Regions from separate parts of the Mus musculus genome. Here region 2 is linked to region 1. The links are chromatin contacts, called in public HiCAR-type maps. All regions are on one chromosome and are shown on one strand. Each heading gives the region's core, a stretch centred on a gene start, on an enhancer-like site or on the middle of the called end of the contact. The rest is flanking DNA. Distances are from core to core; before and after follow the strand shown.

The links. HiCAR-type assays count read pairs that join an accessible place to other places.
Region 2: a contact with region 1 is called in a HiCAR-type map of astrocytes, with 6 times the contacts expected there. The contact joins the promoter of Kdm5a here to the promoter of Zfp248 in region 1. A contact is called at or near these places in 2 of 39 promoter capture datasets (the 3T3-L1 cell line and hippocampal neurons), 1 of 115 datasets of contacts at active chromatin or transcription factors (astrocytes) and 1 of 9 other capture datasets (adipose tissue).

What each region holds. Positions count from the first base shown.
Region 1 is chr6:118,450,957-118,458,281 of GRCm38.p6, forward strand. It overlaps Zfp248 (zinc finger protein 248), which reads right to left and starts at 4,550. Exons shown (of 6, transcript NM_028335.2): 1 at 4,460-4,550; 2 at 3,721-3,955; 3 at 2,890-2,931. The coding sequence starts at 2,904.
Region 2 is chr6:120,360,966-120,368,290 of GRCm38.p6, forward strand. Kdm5a (lysine (K)-specific demethylase 5A) reads left to right here and starts at 3,134. Exons shown (of 28, transcript NM_145997.2): 1 at 3,134-3,813; 2 at 5,605-5,682. The coding sequence starts at 3,649. It also overlaps a transcript of Ccdc77 not described here.

The sequences.
Region 1 (7,325 bases), core at 3,300-5,799:
AGTATCATCCTGAGTAAGGTCACCCAGTCACAAAAAAACACGCTTGGTATGTACTCACCGATAAGTGGATATTAGTCAAAAACAAGCCCGGGATACTCATGATACAACTCACAGACCATATGAAACCCAAGAAGAAAGAAGATCCCACCAAAGTGTAGATGCTACAATACTACTCAGTAGGGGTAAGAGAATAATCTCTGGGAAGTAGAGGGAGAGGGATCTGGGAGGGAGAGAGGAGAGGAAGGGAAAAAGGGGGGTCAGTGCAGATATGGGAGGAGATGGGGTGAAGTACAGAGGGTCGGGAATTTGAAAGTAGGTGTGTAGCAGTGAGGGAGGGGATATTGAAATACCACTTACTCAAGCTCCCCCCAATCCAAAAACTTCACCACACAGTCTACCAGAAAACCTGTGGGAAAACAAGCATTCTCACGCACAGTCAATGAGATTATAAATGGTCACGCCAAGACAGGCAGGCCCACAGAGCTGATCAAGTCCTGGGAACTCATGAACACAACTACATGAATTATACAATAAACACAAATGCGCACGTACATGAATTATACAATAAACACAAATGCGCACGTGCGCGTGTACACACACACACACAAACAGAGAGAGAGCTGTGAAAAAACAGCAGCAGTTTTGTTTTATTGATTTTTCTGAAACAGTGTCTCTCTTTGTAGCCCTGACTGTCCTGGAACTTGCTCTGTGACCAGACTGGCCTTGAACTCTAGAGTAATCCACCTGTCTCTGCCTCCTGAGTGCTGAGATTAAAGGCATCGCCCAGCTAGAACAACATTAGTTTAATAAATGTGTAGGTTAGACAGTTGGATATCCAACTGTTATGGGATTGTAACAAAAAGAGGAAAGGAGAGAGGTGGGGAGAGGGGGAAGGAGGCATGGAGGGGAGAGGGGGGAAGGGGAGGGGGAGAGAGAACGCACAGCAACAGTAATTTGTGCGTTGTCGGAGAATTCTGGCACACGCTGTGAACTGAAATAAGAAGTATGGAGGATGCAGTGTGCGGGCTTGCCCTCCAAAGATGGTCCCCAGAACAGCAGAACAGGATTCCGGCGTGAACTTATTAGAACTGCAGCATTCAGAGGGCACAGCTCAGGAGTGAAGCATCTGTCTGCAGAAATTCAGAAGCCCTCTGGGCTTGTGGTCCATGGCATCCCCAGCATTGGGACAGCAGAGGCAGGTCATGAGTTAATGGCCTGTCTGGGCTACAAAACAAGGGTTTGCCTTAAAAACTCAGGAGCAGGGGTATACCTCAGTACCAGAGCACTTGTTGAATGTATTCAAGGCCTCAGATATAATCTCTAAGGGAAAGAAGAAAAAGAGGAAGGGGGAAGAAGGTAGGAGGAGAAGGAGGATTGGTAGAGAAAAGGAAGGAGGAAAACAGGGAGATTCAGGGCTCCGTCTACATCTGCGCTCTCAGAACCGACGGTAAAGGGATGTTGCAGATTCAGAGGTGCAACCGAGCTTGAGAAGCTCCGAGATCAGATTTGTAAATATAAAAGGAAGGGATATATGAGAATAGCCATGCATATTCTAATTTAATAAGTAATTATTTAGTTTTATTTAAGTAGCTATTACAAAACTGAATAACGATGATAGAATGACCATGCATTCATATCTAGAATTGTTCCAGATTTTGCCAACTGACATAGTTACTTATAGAATACTTTTCATGCTCAGTGAGAATGTCTGGAGAGGATTAATGTCACCAGACCTACAGGACACAGAAAGGGTGAAGCAGGAAGGAGTAGACACTTCTGTATCTTTTGCATTAGCTTTTTTCATTGGCTCAGAATTTTAAAATTTTTATTAGAATATACTATTCTAAATGTTAGTATATTAGTAATTCAAAACCATTAAGAAAAAGAAAGAAGACACATGAGACCCACTGGTAAAACAAGGAATGGAGGGTCAAGGGTGAAAGAAATGTCTGGGGCAAAAAAAAAAAGACAAGTTCACATGGGCTGGTGAAAAATCAGTCAGGTGTGTGTGTGTGTGTGTGTGTGTGTGTGTGCGCGCGCAGGCTTGCGCATCTATATGTGTGCACATGTGTGTGTAGGCTTGTGCGTGTGTGTGCGCACCTGTGTAAGTGTACTTTTCGTTTTGTCTTATTTTCAATTTTTGGATTTTGTTGATGTTGACTCTTTTGATTTTTTGGCAGAGGAGAAGGAACATGAAGTTGGGTGTGGAGAATCTGGAAGGAGTTGAGGGAGGAAAGAATATGATAAAAATACATTGTATGAAAAGCAACTTATTTAAAAATAATAAAATAAATCTTTAAAACAGTCCACTGGCAAAACTACCAAATACTGCTGACAGTCAAGAAAGGCCATGACAGGAACATTTGCTGGCTGGCCTGGAAGGCAATTTGGTGGCCTTTTCTAGAACTGATTTGGGTGAATGGCAGTGAGGGGATATGGCCTTATTTTTCAGGTTGAATGTAAACAAGAAATGCATAAACATAAGCTGCCCACATGCAAATTGACCTAGACTTTAATGAGCTGGCTGAACATTTAGGACAGCTACGTTGAGAATACATAGGGCTGCAGATTCTGTCATCTCCTTTAGAGTCCGTTCCGGGAGAGCCAGAGCAGTCTACTCCAGCCTCGGTGTTAGGCTTGAACTAGTATCTGGTTTTAACAAGAAAGGATGATAGACAACAGATCACATTCACCTCCGTGCGACTACCAGAAAACACAGAGAAATTTTTGTCAGCCGATATTTCTGTGACTTTCAAAAGCTTCCACCCAATTCTGGCAACTGGCCCGATGCAAATTTTTACAGTGGCTGTAAACTTTTGCCTGATCTACTTTTTCACTGAAAAACAAAACAATCAACAAAATGGGAATAAATAAGCCAAAAAAACTCACCTGGGATTTGTTCATTTTCTGCTCTGAGTGGAGGAGGGAAAGCTGAGGGAGAAGGAAGAATGATGTCAGCAGAGACTTGGCCTGCCCTGCATGCAGCCACAAGCAAGGTGTTACTTCTTCAGGTGTGGCTCTAACATAAGTTGAGTTTAGATCCTTTGCACTGAATGAATGCAAACGCTTGTTTTCCCTTAGCACCCAACTTACAGGAGAATTAAAAACATGAGACAATCTTTTTAATTCAGCAAATGATAATCTAAAGGAGGAAAGGCTATGGGCTTGTCCGGACTGATGATCAAGGAAAATGAGGGAGTGCGGAGACAGCGGTGGGAATCAGGAGGTTTTGTTAAATCTAACACCATTAATCCCTTGAAGTCAGGTAAGTCAAGGAAATGAACGGGGCTTTTAAGGCAAGATAAAAATTTCAAAATGTATTTGCTTACATTCCAAGTTGCTTGCTTACAATTCTCAAAACGATCGCTTGATAAGAAACTTGCACCTCAAAGAGACAAAATATACAGCCATCTGCAGGCCCCGGTTGTGTCACTAAAAACCTGCAAGATGTTGAGATTCTCAGGACCCACCTACACTACTGTCCGATGGAAACATATGGCCATAATAGCAAGCGTGTCCCTACATGCCACCTTCACATGAGTCAAGAGTCTAAGGGACCGCCTCTCCACAGTTAACCAGGTAGGAGGGATGCATAAGATGTGGAGGTAGGGGCAGTGATAGCAATTCCGGACCTGTGAGCCTTTCACTCCCAATCGTTTTCCAAGAACTAGCATTCCATGTGCAGCCTGTATGCACCCATCTCTCTCAACTCCAGCTCACCTCTCTCCTTAAACTTGTCCCAGACTTTCGGCGAGCACACAGTCTTCCATGGTTTCAGGACACTGTCATTTTCACAAAACACATGAGCGAGAACCAAATTCAGAACTGGGATCCCGGGTGTGTGAGGGGGCAGGAGGTTTGGTGGCTAGCTAACCACTTTCCTCTTCCACTCCAAACACTGCGCCCTAGGGACCAGTCCAAAGGCCCCCTGCGAGGGTGGGCTCCCTAGTAGTAGCTTAAAAATAAAAAAAAAAAAGAAAAAGAAAAAAGAAAAGAAAAGAAAATTGCAGCAAGTATTCGTAATAGTCACACTGTGCACAAAAGGAAACCGAGTCTCGGGTAGGTTATTCTGTCCCAGTAATTCATTCACTCGGGACCTGGCTTACCCGCTCGCCCCCCACATCCCAGCATCTAGCCCCAGCAGCCAGAGAACGGATGCGTCACCGCGTCACGCTCGCGCCATGCGTGAGTCAACTCCTCAGGGTTCCGCCCAACCACCCCGCATCTTCCCCGCCTAGTGGGCAAAATGCGCAGGCGTAGCACGAGCTAGAGGCCCTAGATTAGCTCTGCAGAAGTGCGGGACTATCCGGATCCCGCAAGCCCGAGCCATGGAGTCCCAGCGCACCCCGGCGTTTCCCCATACAGCCCTCCACCCCGCTGGTCCCTGGTTGCTGCCAACAGCGACCAGGATGGCCCGAGCTCCCAGAACCCTCCGCCCTTGATGCTGTCTAAGGCTCACCCGCCGCTCCTGCAGTGCACCGTGCCGAAGGCCAGGAGTTGTTTCCCAGGAGGTACGCGAGGCCACGGATGGACCAGGAGCAGGACTGCAGTTTGCGCATGCGCAGAGGAAGGGGCGGTGCGCCCAACGGTGCTCGTAGTGGGGTCTCCACGTCCAGTGTTGGAAGAAGGACTGTTGCCTGGAAAACGGAGTCAGCTCCTGTCTCACTCTGTATTGTAAAATGATGCTGTTGAAGGCGTCTAGAAACCAGGGTTACTTTATGTAAGAAGTAAAGGTGTTTGCAGTGTAAACACGACCTTGTCAGACTCATTTCCCAGGATGGGACTTTCTGGTACACCGCGACAGTTTTCTGTATCTTTATTCTATCTAGCGCCAGCCTTCTGTCACTACCCTGGGGACTGGGGATCAAATTAATATATTTTCTACACTCAAAAAGAAGGAAAGATGTGTTAAAAATTATGTTGGAATGTCAACTGGTGTTGGAATAGTTCAGGACTTGGTCACTTTGCTGAGATTTCATAGGCGTGGCTTCCCTGTCCTAGCTACAAGACACAATCTCACATCAGACTTCCCTATCCTCTGGCTCTTAAAATCTCTACCAGGTCTTCTGCAGCATTGCTCGAGCCTTAGGTGGAGGAGTGTTATATCAGTTGGGCTGAGAACTCTTCCCTCAGTTGCTCACTGTATTTTGACAAGGTGTGTCCTTCGGTAATGGTCTCTAACTGCTGTAAAAAGAATGTCTTTGTTAAGGGATGAGAGCTACGCTTACCTGTGGGTATAATGATACGTATAGGGAATGTAGTTATGAATTGTGCTACTTTGGGACAGTGGCAGTGGTAGGGTTTCCTATAAGATTCATGATCTCACTAGCCTCGTGCTATAGGCCTCGCTTCTCTCCTGGCATCCCAAGATGAAGAATTGCAGACAATCAGCAACTACACACACACACACACACACACACACACACACACAGAGAGAGAGAGAGAGAGAGAGAGAGAGAGAGAGAGAGAGAGAGAGAGAGAGAATTAGTCTTCCCCAGGGGTGAGCCCCATGAGTTGTTGTCCAATACCAAGTGGTCAGTCAGTCCCCAAAGGCATACACCTGCAGGCAACACTGAGGGATGCAGAAGTTTCTATTTGTGTGTGTGTGTGTGTGTGTGTGTGTGTGTGTGTGTGTGTGTGTGTAAAAAGAGTGGTTAAAGAAAAAAGGCTGTGGAGAAAGGGGAGTTAGATATAGGGTAGAGGTAGAAGGGAGGACAGGGAAGGGGAAAATTATGTAATATTTTAACTAACTAATTAGTTTGTGAATGTGAAACAAATTTATATAAAATCCTGGAAAGTAGTCTAAACTAAAAGATCATCATCATGAATATTCTCTGGATAAAAGAGAGAGAAGCCACAACCCTAGTGCTGAATAGCATTAAAAGGATAGCTGCTTCTGCTGGGCCAGGCTGACCATCCCCAGAAAGATGTTGGTCTCTCGCTACATAGACAGTTCAAGGCCCACATGGGCTGCATGAACCTCAAATCTTAGGGGGAAAACAGATCAACATAGTGTTCACACATATTTAACTCAAGTGAGCAGATGATGTCTCTGAGGAACACTTATTATGAAAAGAAGTAAACTATAGGATTTATTCAACTCTCCCTTCTCCAGTGATTTTTCTATTTTTGCTCCAGGAACAAATCCAAAAATACCAGAAGTCCCTGAAGGCACCAAGCCTTCTTAGTCTCTCCCAGTTCATAATGGCTTCTCCATCCTGTCCTCCATTGCTTCAGGATACTTGAGATGAAGCATCTCATTGCTCTTGTTGGTTCATCCAGCGTTACCTACATTAGTATGAACTTGTGTATTTAGTTTGTTCTCGATGACTGTCATTCTGTCTACTTTGCTCCCTCCCCATCCTCCCTATAGGCTGATTTATTCTCTGTACTATATAGTTTTACCTTCCCCAGAATTCCAAATAAATACAAGTAGGTTTTAACGTGGCTTCTGAATTTGACTTCTTTTATGTACACCAAAATCATTTCAGAGCCATTCATGTTATTATTCAATGTTTTAGGTCAGGGCCTGTCCTCTGACACTTTTTATTTCATGATATGATCTAACAATAGTATGTTATTCTGAGCCTCAGCATTCAAACATTGGATATTGGGAGCTGTTAGATCTTTTAACATATCCTTGTTACTTTTGAAAAGCATTTCCTAACTTTCTGATATCACAAGATGGTACAGATTCAACCTGGATTTTCATTACATAGCCCTAGAACCAGCCATTTCTCAAGAACTTAGAGACTTTGATATCTTAGCTTTTTAACTGCACTCAGTGCTCTGGGGCATAAGGATATTTAAATTTCTAAACAGATAGAGGTACAAAATGGGTGCTTACATATCCAACTTAGAAATATCTGTGTAGTTACATAAAATATTGGGAAATCATAAAATATTTGACAGCAGTAAAGTGTTTCTGGATGTTCGATGACTAATAGCTCTCCCAAGGCTTTTCTGGATACACTTGCCCATGATGTGTCAATAAAACCTCACACATACCCTTGGTGGTTAGCTGCAGGTGCATCCACCATGGTCAGAACAGTATTGATGTTTGGGAAGCAAGAAAGCATTCCTGTTTGACTTAACTAAGTAGTTGGTGTTGGTTTAAACTGCCTTGTTGGCTAAGGCTAACTTTGACAAGCCACAAATATTTGTATTATTTCACTTTTGTGGTTTATTCAGAGAGGATCCTCTGCTTTCTTCTGAGAGATACCTCTGAACCATTGTGGAAATTCCCAGATAAGGGCCCATTCCCTTTCTAGTCTCTCAGTTGTAAACTTCTACCCACATTGGCCTCTGGCAGCAACAACTTACTC
Region 2 (7,325 bases), core at 1,884-4,383, 1.9 Mb after region 1:
TATATACATGAGGGGGGTTAGTGAGATGGCTCAGTGGGTAAGAGCACTGACTGTTCCCTTGAAGATCCTGAGTTCAAATCCCAGCACCCATATGATGGCCCACAACCATCCGTAATGAGATCTGATGCCCTCTTCTGGTGTGTCTAAAGACAGCTAGAGTATACTTACATACAATAATAAATAAACCTTTAAAAATGTATACATGTGTGTATATGCTGCACATGTATGTGCCCTCATAAGTTTAAAGAGAGCATTAGATCTCCTGGAGCTCTGGTTATAGACAGATGCAAACCACTCATCGTGGCTGATGTGATCTGAACTCAGGTCTTCTGCAAGAGCAGCAAATGCTACTGTCTGGTGAGGGGATAGAGCCATTTCTCTATCCCCTATAAGGGTCTTTTTGTTACCATGTTTTCCTATGTAGCCTGCTGTCCTGGAACTCACTCTGTAGACTAGGCTGTCAATGAACTCGGACATCTGCCTGCCTCTGCCAAGTGTTAATATATTAAAGACCTCCACCAGCCAGCCACAATGGGCTGTTGACAAAATGTTTGAGGACTAACCAGGTATAGAAACTAAGGAAGGAGAATTCAGTTCAAAGATAGCACACCAGGCAACTTAGTGAGACCCTGTATCAAAATTCAGTTTAAAACAATGGATAAGGGGCCGCTGAGATGGTTTAGCCAACGAAGGCACTTGCTGACAAGTCTGATGGCTTCGGTCAGCTCCTGGAACCCACACGGTGGAGGTGAGAACTCACCATGTGGGTTCCAGCAGGTTGCCCTGTGATTTCCACATGTGCTCTGGGCCATGTAGACACGATATTTTTAGCTGCTTCGTGGCAGAGGACCTACCTGTGAAGCCCTGGCTTCAATCCTTAGTACTGCAAAATCAAACAACCCCACTACCCCACTACCCCACTACCCCACCGTGGGAATTAAAAGCCATTTCCTTAGAAATTCTGTGGGTTTTCTTTTTTTTTTAACATTTTTCACTCAATGAGATTTGCCCACTCCTGTCACTCTGATGTGAGGCTTTAAACAATAAACTGTATATACTTGCAGTTCCAGATACTGGGGAGGCTGATACAGGAAGATCATTAGCATCCAGTACAATAATAGCCTGGATGAAACAGAGAGACCCTGGCTCAAAAGTAAAATGAAATACATCAGAGGCCGTAATTCACAGTCTTGCCAAATACTTACCAGACTTAGATACTAATTTCATTCTACTCTAACACTGGTAACTTACAGATGAATATGTGGTGCTTGGAATGTATTTTCCTCAGTTTACTTGAGATGAATTCATTTTTCTTTAAAAGTTGCTTCTTTTGTTGCCTTTTTTTTTTTTTTTTTTTTTTTTTTTTTTAAATCCCAGGGCAGCCTTGACACAGACAGCTGAGGATGATCTTGGAGTTGTGATCCTTCAGGCTCCATCCCCAGCCAAATAACAATATATTTTGATTGCGTATGTAATGAAAGAACTTTTGATGAGTTTTAAATTTTCAAGTATACCAGGTACAGTTGTGCACACCTTTGCTCCTCCCAGCACTTGGGAGGTAGAGGCAGGGGTATCTCTGGGAGTCAGAGGCCAGTCTGGTCTACAGAGAGGTCCAGGACAACCAAGGCTCTACAGAGAAACCTTGTCTTGAAAAACAAACACAAAAATTTAAAACAGTCTTTTGAATTTTACTATTTCTCTTTTGATGTGCATAGTTCTTTTTTTTTCAGATTAAATGCTAAATGACCTAAGTCTTGTTATAAAATATTTTAGTAATTGTATATAATTCATCATACCTTCCTATGTCCATTTTTTCTCTGTATATCACTTTTTCCCTTTTTTCTTTAAGCAAGAAATGGAGACTATACTGGAGTTACAGCTCAGGACACATTTACCTAATATGTTCAAGGACTTGGGTTCAATTTCTAGTACAGAAAGTAATTGAACAAACTAGCCTGAGTCCATTTCCTTGCATTCCTGATCCTGACTAGCAGAATAGAACCTTTATTTATGAGTCAGCGTTTTACCTGATAGCCACCCCCCCACTCCAACCCCCCCAGCCTTTGATTACTTAATGTGTGAATTTGTAGATGAATGTATGTGGACCTGGCGTGAAGGTGAGGTCAGCTTTCAGTTCTCTCCTTTAACCATGGGGTTCCAGGAATCAAACTTAGGATTTCAAGCTTGGTGGCAAGTGCCCTTCACAGCTGAGCCACTGTTCTGGCCCTTACCCCGTATTCTTGACCATTCTGGAACTCGATAAGTGTACCATGTGGCCTTATGGTGCTCTTTCTACATCTCCTTCCCCAGAATTGAGTTTATAGTCCTGAGCCACCACACAGGGATTTTCCTTACTTACAAGGTCTCCCGTAGCCTAATCAGGCCTCAAATTCATATGCAGCTCGAACTGCCCCTAAAGCATCTACCTTCATCACCATAAAGGTATATGGATGTGGAGGGCACAGGATAACTTTGGAGCCGGTTCTTGCCTTCAACCTTGTAGAGTCAGGCTTAGACGCATAAAGGAACTGTAGGACCGTATACCAGAAACGTGGCTTTTTTTTTTTTTAAACCAGCCATTGCTGATCGGAACTCTATGCGTGTGCAACTATGCCCGGCCTTCCAAGTAGAGGTTTCTGACAAGGTGACCAGTTTCATACCAAACTGAAATGGGTTGGTTACAAAGCAAGCGTTTTCAGGCCCTGCTTACTACTCAAATACGGTTTCGGGATGGCTGCCAACAGCTAGACTAGCAAGGCCAGGCCCTCTATGGGTAGGTTCCCAGTGTCGTGAGAAAAAGCAAGTCGCAGCTGGTGGTGAAGGCCGGCCCATGTAATGACGGAATTGGGCTGAAACCTATTGGTCACGGAGAAGCGAGAAACCCGTACGAAGGCGACCGAGCGAAACGAGTTGTACAAGACTAGCATTCGAAAGAAGGAAACGGAGACGCGGAAACTCGGCCAAGAGTTCGTCACTTGTCCAAACCTAGACAACGATGTTAAAAACAGGTCTCGGAGAACGAACAAACCCGGCCGACTAGCCACGGAGGGGCCCACCTTGCGTTCGTGTCCCCACCCCCGACACAAAGAGGAACCGGAAGCCCCTTACCGGAAGCAGTACCTCTGCTCTCCGAGGCATTACACATTCCTCCGCGCGCCGGAAGCGCGCGTTCCACCTTGCGGGGTAGCTTTTCCCTCGCCTCTCCTCGAGAGAGGTCGCGGCGCCTTGAGGGGCCGCGCACCCGGGGTGGACGGAGGGCGCAGAACTTTGACAGGCAAGCTGTGAGAAAACAAAAAACCAAAATAAAACAAAAAAGCTCCGCCGGCCGTCATGGAAGGGAGCGAGGAGAGAAGACCCGACTAGACGTGGCGGCGGTGGGATTTTGTTTCCTGCGGTGGCGGACTGATTTAGCAGCACGTTAACTTCCGGGAGCGTCCTGCCCCTGAGAGGAAAAGCCCTGAAGGAAACAATAACAAACGAGCGGAGGGAGAGCGGCTGGCGCTCCTGTGAGGACTCGTTCTCGTCCTAAGAAGATGCGCTGCGGCCCCAGTGCGGGGACGTGAGAGGGCTTTGGTGGCCGTCAGCCAAGCCTTTCCTCGCTTGTGCACCTCAGGCCCCCCTGGCTTTTTATTTTATTTTTTGGTGACCATGGCGTCCGTGGGCCCGGGGGGCTACGCGGCGGAGTTCGTGCCACCGCCCGAGTGCCCGGTCTTTGAGCCCAGTTGGGAGGAGTTCACAGACCCGCTGAGTTTTATCGGGCGCATCCGGCCCTTTGCGGAGAAAACGGGCATCTGCAAAATCCGGCCACCCAAGGTAGCGTCGCCTGAGGGCGGGGACGGGGGGCGTGCTGGGGCGGCGGGACGGTCCTCCTCCTCCCCGTGGCTTTCCTCTTTGGGGGTCTTCCGTGCTCTCCGGGGGCCCCTCCCTCCTCTCTTGGTGTCCCGAGGCCACTTTTGAGGATGTTTTTTGCCCTGGTTTCTGAACGCAGTTTCACGTCCACTTTGACATTTTATTTGATCGCGTGTGAGTGTGTGTGTGTGTGTGTGTGTGTGTGTGTGAGAGAGAGAGAGAGAGAGAGAGAGAGAGAGAGACAGACAGACAGAGAGACAGACAGACAGAGAGAGGGAGAGAGGGGAGGAGAGCGAGAGAGCGCTCGCGGAGGGGTCAGAGGACATTTTGTAGGAGTCGATTCTCTTCCTGCGTTGTGGGGGTTGTGGGTCTCCGGGCTCGAACTCAAGATTGTCAGGCTTTGGCCTGACGACTGGGCCATCGCATCGCTTCTCAGGTCCCCCTTCAAAAGACAGAAAGAGGTGTCTCTGGGACCTTTTCCTTCCCAGAACTTATTGGGCACGGATATTGTAGTGTGGATTGGAGGTAAGGATAACAAAAGGCTTCAGGCCCTTCCTAGGGAAAGGCGTTTGAAGTGTCCTGTCATCAGCTCACGCACCATCTTTCTGTTTGCGTGTTAAAAAAAACCCCACTAATGTCGACCGTTTTTGTGTCCAAGCCTACTGATGTTCAGTTTATCAAACCTTTGCAGGCCACTACTCGGGTTTCTTAAATTTAGTAATCCGAACTCAGGTTGTCTACAGGGTGATGTCACTAGACTAGAACCCCCACGCTAATTATTACTGCAACAAGGAGGCATCCTTGAGAAAGATAAAGAGCATTAATTTTTTGTTTTTGTTTTTGTTTTTTTAATGTAGAGGTTTAGAAAGAATTGGCCAATGAATGGTGATGGAAGAAAACGTTGAAATCTCTATATGTAAGAAATAAGAAAGTAAGGGACAAAGATTCCCAAACTGTACTATAAATAATCAAGTTTGCCTATAAATTGGTTAATTAACCTCACTTTCTAAGGTTAGGAAAGCAAATGATACCCGGTAATGAGTGGAATTAATTCCCTCGGAGGTTAAGTTATATGCTCAAGGTCAAAGGGTGGTTTTGTTTTTTTAAAAAAAAAAAATATTAGGTGTTTTCCAAATAATGTTGTTGGTGTGGGAGAATGCTGCAAGGCCCAGGCTTCCATCCTCACTAACATGGGAGAAAAACCTTGTCCAAATGTTGCTGAAAAATGAGCACCAGCGTCAACTGGATGTTGTTTAGAAGAGATCCCTGTGCCTTATTAAAGTAGAACCAAAGTGTGGCTGCAGATGTCATTTATTTGGTTCTACGGTTCTCTTCCCTAGCAGGCACCCAGATGACTTTTGTCCTTGTTGTTAAGATGGTCAGGCTCTGTAACCTAGGCTGATTTGGAACTTTTAAGCCTCCTGCCTCTACTTCAGAGTACTAGAATTATGGCCATGTGCCATACCCGAGTCAGTGGATTTTTTTCTTTCTTTTTAAGTTTTACTTGGTAAACTTGTGTGTTTATTGGACACTGTTTTTGCATTTGACAAGCTCATTGTATTCTTCCTGAATAACCTTGGAGAGTGTAACTGTATATTGTGGAATGAGAATTGCTTTTCCAAGTAATATTAAAATGTAAATTATAAGAACATTGCTTGCTTTTTTTTTTTTTTTTGTCTCTATAGTGAAGACTTAGATATGCTATGATTTGTGGCAGCTCCATGCTAAATGACCAGAATAATTCTTTCTATTTAGGATTGGCAACCTCCATTTGCCTGTGAAGTAAAAACCTTCCGTTTCACTCCTAGAGTCCAGCGCCTGAATGAACTTGAGGTGAGTATTAGACCAGTATTTCTGCTTTCTCTTTTTTCTTTCCTTAGTGGTGGTGGTGTTTGGGACTCAGGGCTTCACACAGACTAAGCAAAAGCTCTGTCATGACTTTATATAGCTCCATCCTCCTGATGGCTTATCTTAGGATTTTATTTTATTTTTTGCCAAAACTTAATTTACTTTTATTAATTACTTTAGGATTTTAGATAGAGAACTTTGAAAAGCTTGTACCAGGACCCAGAATTTGTGCTAACTGGAATTTAATGAATAATAGTTACTTGAGGGCTGGTGAGATGGCTCTTAACAGCTGAGCCATCTCACCAGCCCTGCTCTTCCAACTGCTCTTCCAAAGGTCCTGAGTTCAAATCCCAGCAACCACATGGTGGTTTATAACCACCCGTAATGAAATCTGATGCTCTCTTTCAGAGTGTCTGAAGACAGCTACAGTGCACTTACATATAATAAATAAATAAATAAATAAATAAATAATCATTTGATACTTAAGAGTGTTTCAAGTAGTTACTACTTTTTTTTCTTTGTTTCTTCACTCAATGGGATAACAGAAAACTTTTTTAAACATATTTTCTTAGTGGAAATTCTAATGCTTAGCTTTAAAAAAGTGGAAATCTCTTGCTCCCTCTCTTTCTTTTTTCCTTCTTTGAGTCTCATGTGGTCCAAGGTGTCAGTTAGCTTTATGTATAATCCATGACTCCCTGGATCTCCTGTGTGTTGGAATCACAGGTGTGCACCATCATGCCCAGTTTATATGATGCTCGGAATAGAATTCTGGGCTTCAAGAAACTAGGCAAGTGCTCCACCAGTTAATTGAGCTACTTCCCCAACCCTCTTTTCAACCCTCCCCCTCCCCCCAGGGTTTCTCTGTATAGCCCTGGCTGTCCTGGAACTCACTCTGTAGACCAAGCTAGCCTTGAACTCAGAAATCCGCCTGCCTCTGCCCCCCAAGTGCTAGGATTAAAGGCATGAATCATTACTGCCCAGCCCCCACCTTCTTGAGTCAGTCTTTCTTTTTTTAAGACCGGGTTTTCTCTTTATAGCTCTGGCTGTCCTGGAACTCACTTTGTAGACCAGGCTGGCCTCGAACTCAGAAATCCGCCTGCCTCCGCCTCCCGAGTGCTGGGATTAAAGGCACGTGCCACCATGCCCGGCTGAGTCAGTCTTTTTTTTGTAGCTAATATGTGGTCTGGTCTGGAGTTAACGTAGCCTAGGCTAGCTTTGAACTCATGGCAGTCCTCCTGTCTCAGCCTCCTGGGTGTGCTGGGGTTAACAAAAGACTCTTGCTATGGTGCCCCAGCTCCAAACTTGGAATTTTTCCCCTAATTAATATGTATGTTAGATAATATACAAACTAACGGATTTCATTATGATATTTTCATATTGTTAGATTAAAAAATGGAGTCAACAGTGGTTGGTTCAGTAGAGAAGCTGACAAATAATTACTCTTTGGAAATGAAGTTTATTAGGAGAAAGGGCCCATAGAATTGTGCCTTCTAGTAGGAGATCATTGGAAAGAAACAGAATTAAATTTAAGATAGTATAACAGTGGCTGGAAAGATTACTCAACAGTTCTTTCAGAGGCCCTGGGTTGGAATCCCAGCATCCACCTGTTTGACCACCCTCTGAAACTC